Linked DNA regions of Ovis canadensis: region 1 is linked to region 2. The links are chromatin contacts, called in public Hi-C maps. All regions are on one chromosome and are shown on one strand. Each heading gives the region's core, a stretch centred on a gene start, on an enhancer-like site or on the middle of the called end of the contact. The rest is flanking DNA. Distances are from core to core; before and after follow the strand shown. Region 1 overlaps SPECC1 (sperm antigen with calponin homology and coiled-coil domains 1). Region 2 holds the start of TTC19 (tetratricopeptide repeat domain 19).

Region 1 (2,874 bases), core at 370-2,869, 95 kb before region 2:
CTGAACAGAGGAGAGGTCATATTTTGTTTATTGCTGTACTTGTTACTGGTTGATCCAAAACCATCTGAAGACAGCTGATGTCCCTGCCTAAGATTAAAGTGCTGATGAGATCAACAGCATTCTTAATGACTGTGTTCTGTAATTCTTCATTTCAGGCTTTGCTTTGTGGCTCCCAAGACACACACATGCACATACCCACACACATGCACACATGTGCAAACACATGCACACACATAGCCGTTACATAATGGGGTAGGTCTTTAGTCTCATAGCATCTCTAATCTACTTAAACTCCTTGCAGGGTTTCCTCACCCTACTTCTTGCTGGCCCAGCCCAGCAGACAAAGTACGGAGCGTTGCCCACCATCCCTGCAGGCAGGCGAGGTGGAAGTGGTTCCAGCATCCTTGCTACTCTTAGGCTTTGGAACGAGTCCTGTATCATCTGATGTTGTGAATCACATAGAAGCTTAAGTAGTTGAAGGGAACACCTCAGCAGAATGTCGGATTCCCCATTTTATTCTTATTAAATTATCAAGGAGTGAAATGAACATGGGCTTTTTAAAACAACCTTCTTTTGTCGGGTGCCCTAAATCTCCCCAGTCCCTGAGAAGGCAGATCATGTACCTAGACGGCTAAGAAGGTGCCCACTTTCTCACATTCCTGAGAATGGCCAGGACAGAAATGAGAGGTTTTCCTCTGCCTGTACCTAACCTGATTGCACTTTTTCTGCATGTTCACCATCTGATTTTGTCCTATGTGACAAAACAGGGAAGGTAACCAAAACCAACCCTATTTGATGTAAAAAAAAAAAAAACAAAAAACCTTACCAATTTCTGAAACACCTGATGATGTTGTTCCGTTGCTCAGTCATATCCAACTCTTTGTGACCCCATGGGCTGCAGCACTCCAGGCTTCCCTGTCCTTCACCATCTCCTAGAGCTTGCTCAAACTCATGTCCATTGAGTTGGTGATGCCATCCAACCATCTCATCTGTTGTCCCCTTCTCTTCCTGCCCTCAATCTTTCCCAGCATCAAGGTCTTTTCCAATGAGTCGGCTCTTTGCATCAGGTGGTCAAAGTATTGGAGCTTCAACATCAGTCTTTCCAATCAACGTTCAGAGTTGATTTCCTTTAGGACTGACTGGTTTGATCTCCTTGCAGTCCAAGGGACTCTCAAGAGTCTTCTCCAACACCACAATACGAAAGCATCAATTCTTCAGCACTCAGCCTTCTTTATGGTCCAGTCTCACATCCGTGCATGACTCTCTGATACTGACTTCACAGAAAAGTCATTTGTTAACTGATTTTTTTATTTTACCTCAAAAGAAGGTAAATACAAAAGTGTAGGGCAGTGTGATTTAAAGTGTGTTTTAAGTTCTGTTTTTCCTAAATTTATCCTACTCACGTTACAGAGCAACAGGAGGAAACTTTGAGAATCAAAGACAAGTCAGTTCAACCACGGAAGCTTCCAAGTAGCCAGATTTCTTTCAAAAAAGATCAGTAAATAAATATTTTAAACTTCCATTGACCTTTTTAAAATATGCTGCCAGAAGTATTCTGAGCTATTCTCATAAATTAGTCATCTTTTTGCAAAACAGCTGTAGCAATTTGATATAATAAAAAGAGCAGTGATTTAGAAATCGGAAGTTGGGCTGTGTCTTGGCTCACGCACAGGGAGGTTAAGTGACAAGCTAACATCCCCTGGATGAGGAAGATTGACCCAGACGGTCTGTCTTTAAGAGGCTCTTCCATGAGTCTGGGGGCTTGCCTGGTAGCTCAGCGGTAAAGAGTTTGCCTGCAATGCAGGAGACCTGGGTTTGATCCCTGGGTCAGGAAGATCCCCTGGAGGAGGAAATGGCAACCCACTCCAAGATTCTTACATGGGAAATCCCGTGGACAGGGGAGCCTGGCGGGCTACAGTCCATGGGGTCACAAAGAGTCAGACATGACTGAGCAACTAAACGACAGTCCGTGAGTCTGTGCTCCAGCTTGGAGACCACAGGGAAGACTGGCCACGATTGTGCAGGAGAGCTCAGGAGAACCACTGCCCCACAGGGAGTTGCAATATTGTTCCAGAGCATGGTTACCATTCCTGTTGCTAGGGGTGGGATGGTTCATGTGTGAGTCAGGACTCTGATGTTCCTGGAGATGGCAGCCTTGTGGGTTTAAGCAGAAGGGACTTGCAGGATTGCTGGGGGCCCCTCTGGAGAAACAGACCCAGGCCTAGCCTCCAGAAACAACTCTGGAAGTTACCACACACACAGCTGGGTTTCTAGGAGAGTGGCTGCCTCCCCTGAATGGGAACCTGACACCAGGAAGCTGCCGGCCCGGTCCGAAGCTGCCACCAGTTTCCAGCAGCGGGAGCACCTTGTCTCTGCTTCCGTCCGTCTCAGCGTAGTGAATGCCCTGTGCCCTGCCTCTCGTCCACAACTCAGGAGTCTACATCTGGCCCAGTCTTCCTGGCCAGTAGGGTCTAAGCCCTTATCTGAGATCTTCCCTGCAGGGGGTGGGCTCCTGAGGTGTCATCTTTCCAGCCTCTGTGCATCAGGTGGGGATTGGAATTCATACAACTCACCAACCTGTTGTATCCACCATGGACAGTAAGATAACTATTTCATGATAAATAACAGTTGTTTTTTTATATATTTATAGTTTACAGAGTAGACATAAATCCTTTTCATTTAGAGCTCACATCAAGTCACTCCATATATAAAAATGCTGTCTCTGGCCATTCCTGAGAAAATGTCTTTGATAAAAATTGAGTGGTTATTTCCTGGAGATGCAAAGCTAATTCAGAGATTAGGATTTTCAGTTTGGGTTTCTCCTCCCAGACTCATTCTTCTCTGCGTTGGCTGTTTTCATCTGTGTCCTTCCCC
Region 2 (2,700 bases), core at 65-2,564:
CTGAGTAAATATTTCCAACATATAATTCAATAACACCTAGCCAAACTATCAATTAAGTCTCAGGACAGGAGAATATGTGCTCTATAAAATAAGACAGTAAACTGAGAAAAAGAAAACTGTACAGTATACAAAACATTAAGGCTCAAAGTAGGTAAAGGGAATTCCCTAGACAGTAATGGTGGGGGAGATCTCAGGAGAGCACCCTGGAAGCTCTAGAAGAAAATGAAATGGACAAAACACCTCAGCATCTTGAGTAGAGGATTCAGAACACTGCTAAGAGTTTGAAGTTGAATTATGGATGTGTGTGTGTTTGTGTTAGCCACTTAGTCATGTTTGACTCTTTTCGACCCTATGGACTGTAGCCCGCCAGGCTCCTGTCCATGGAATTCTCCAGGCAGGACTACTGGAGTGGGTTGCCATTTCTTTCTCTAGGGGATCTTCCTGACCCAGGGATCAAACCTGGGTCTCCTACATTGCTGGCAGATTCCTTACCATCTGAGCTAAAAGGAAGTTATTGAATTAGGGATAAACATATAGAAAAGTAAACAACCAAACAAATGCAATCATGACAGTTTTGAGAGGAAACAAAAAGTTACAGTAAAGAAGTAGTCATCACTTACTACATGGCTCAGCTGTGACTATATTTTACATCATATAAGTGTAAACTCAGAATACTGATCTAAAGAAAATTATCGTCGAAGGAGGGGGCTCAGGAAGAGTGTATGACTGTCTAAGAACAAAGATTTTTAACTAGAAGAAAATGGCTCTGAAAAACGTGAATCGGTGATAGTAGTCTCTATGAGCCCCAAGCCTCAGGGGCGCCCCCTTCAAGACTCTCACACTGTGCTCTTCACACACAACCCTTTCTGGCAACCAATGTTTGAGCTGTCAACAGACTGGTTTCTCCCCCAAGCTTTTTGGGATTAGAGGATGTTCGAATACCTGGCTCGCCTCATCTTTTAAGCACATGTACTGCTTTAGATTTAACTGAAATGAGAAAAGTTGGCTTCCTCCTCTCAATTCTTTAAAAAACAAGTCAAGGTAAATCCTTTTCAAAGTGCGGTCCTTTGCAAACAAACGCCGCCCAAGTGAACCAGCAAGGTTCACTGAAGCCTAACCGATGTTTTGGATGGTCATTCAGATGGCGGCGGTGGCGCCAGCTCTAACGGGGACGCGCTCTGGCCCCGTGCGCTTGCGGCCAGGGGAGTCTGGTCACAGAGCGTCCTCTGCTGGTCAGAGGAATAAAGGCACAGCCACAGCGTCCAGACCCCTCAAGTCCTGCATCTGGGGCCCTGAAACAGTCACTCGTGCACAGAGGTCAGGAGGGGAACCGTTTGGAACAAACACAGACCGCGGGAAGGAAGGGCTACAGGCGAGTTAAGAGGGCGGAGACCTCCCCAGTGGGCCCGGACCCCCGAACCCCGTCCCGCCGGCGCTGCTTCCCGCGCCCCCGCCCATACTCGGCGCGCCGTCCCGCACAGCCGCCGCCATCTCGCTCAGCAGCTCCTCCACCACAGCTGGTAGCGTGAGAGGCCCAGTCGGAGCCGCCATGGCGGTCCCGCGTTCTCCGGGGCAGGGGAGGAAGGCGAGGTGACGTAGACTTGCGTCCCGGCGCATGCGGGCGGTCCGGCCAGTCGGCGGGCGTTCGGCGCCAGGGGCGGGACTTCCGGAGCCCGTGGCCGCAGTGCGCAGAGGACGCTCTGGGGGCCATGTACCGGCGTCTGGCTGTGGGCCTGGCCGGAGGTCTGTTGCGGGTGGCGGAACGGCGGGGCCGCTGCTACCCGGTGTGCCTGCTGCCCGGGCCGCCGGGAGTTCGGGCGCCGCCGTGCCGAGGGGCGCCGCGCGGCCGAGGCTCGGGCCTACTGCCGCTGCTGGCAGGTGAGGGGTGCAGGCCGGCGGGCCGGGCGGGCCGGGCTGGTTGGGCTGAGCACGGTGACCTCAGTGCCCCTTCCTGCAGCGCTCGCCTGGTCCTCGAGGCCCGCGGCGGCGGAGCAGGAGCGACGGGGCGCGGGCGGGGCTGCAGCCGGGGACGCCGAAGCCGAGATCATCCAGCTGCTGAAGCGAGCCAAGGTGAGGGGCTGCAGCGCGTCCCTCGACTACGGGGACCCGGGTGGACGGAGTCGTGGGGTCCGTGCGTCGGGCGCAGGTGGAGGCGGCGCTGCCGGTTGCGAGGTTGCGAGCGCGGGGAGAAGTGCGCACAGGCTGAGGGGAGCGAGGCGGGCCTCTTCTTCCTGAACGTTTTCCCCTCTTCCCGGGGTGCCGGGTCTCCTCCTTTGCGCTGACCGCCGCCTCATGCCCAACGCGTCCACCCGAGTGCCCGCACACGGCAGGTGCGGCCCGCATGCCAACTCTATTTGAGGCTTCAGCTGACCCAAACGAACCTGTGGTCTTAGGCACCCCTCCGACCCCTTCCCTCAGTACCTCTTCTTTTCTGTAGTCTGCCCCATTCTGAGAACTTGTGTGGTACCTACGTACCACCTCCCATATACCAAGAATCCAGCAACGAATTTTTGTATTTTGCCACCAAATCCAAAATCTCGAACCTGTCGCCTCTTCGGTGTCTCCTCCTGTCGCCCTGGCCACGCTGCCACAGCCTGCAGTCTTGTCTGCCCTGTTGCCCCCTGCCATCCAGGCTTGACAGCAACTGGATCATTTAAATGTAAATCAGCTGGTGTCATTCCGTGCCCACAAGCCTTGATT

The links. Hi-C and Micro-C count contacts between places; a contact is called where the count stands out from the background.
Region 1: a contact with region 2 is called in a Hi-C map of fibroblasts, with 3 times the contacts expected there. The contact joins the enhancer-like site here to the promoter of TTC19 in region 2. A contact is called at or near these places in 2 of 2 Hi-C or Micro-C datasets (fibroblasts and lung).

The regions. Positions count from the first base shown.
Region 1 is chr11:42,005,591-42,008,464 of ARS-UI_OviCan_v2, reverse strand. The region is part of intron 7 of SPECC1 (sperm antigen with calponin homology and coiled-coil domains 1); the gene reads left to right. Among named protein-coding and RNA genes, the nearest start is that of ADORA2B, 64 kb to the right of the region's middle. Within about 2 kb of position 1,619, the one cell type or tissue checked has open chromatin away from gene starts, as enhancers often do. A contact at or near this core is called in fibroblasts, where this site is marked.
Region 2 is chr11:41,910,048-41,912,747 of ARS-UI_OviCan_v2, reverse strand. TTC19 (tetratricopeptide repeat domain 19) reads left to right here and starts at 1,314. Exons shown (of 10, transcript XM_069603434.1): 1 at 1,314-1,878; 2 at 1,958-2,070. The coding sequence starts at 1,710. ZSWIM7 (zinc finger SWIM-type containing 7) reads right to left here and starts at 1,613. Exons shown (of 5, transcript XM_069603442.1): 1 at 1,461-1,613. The coding sequence starts at 1,551.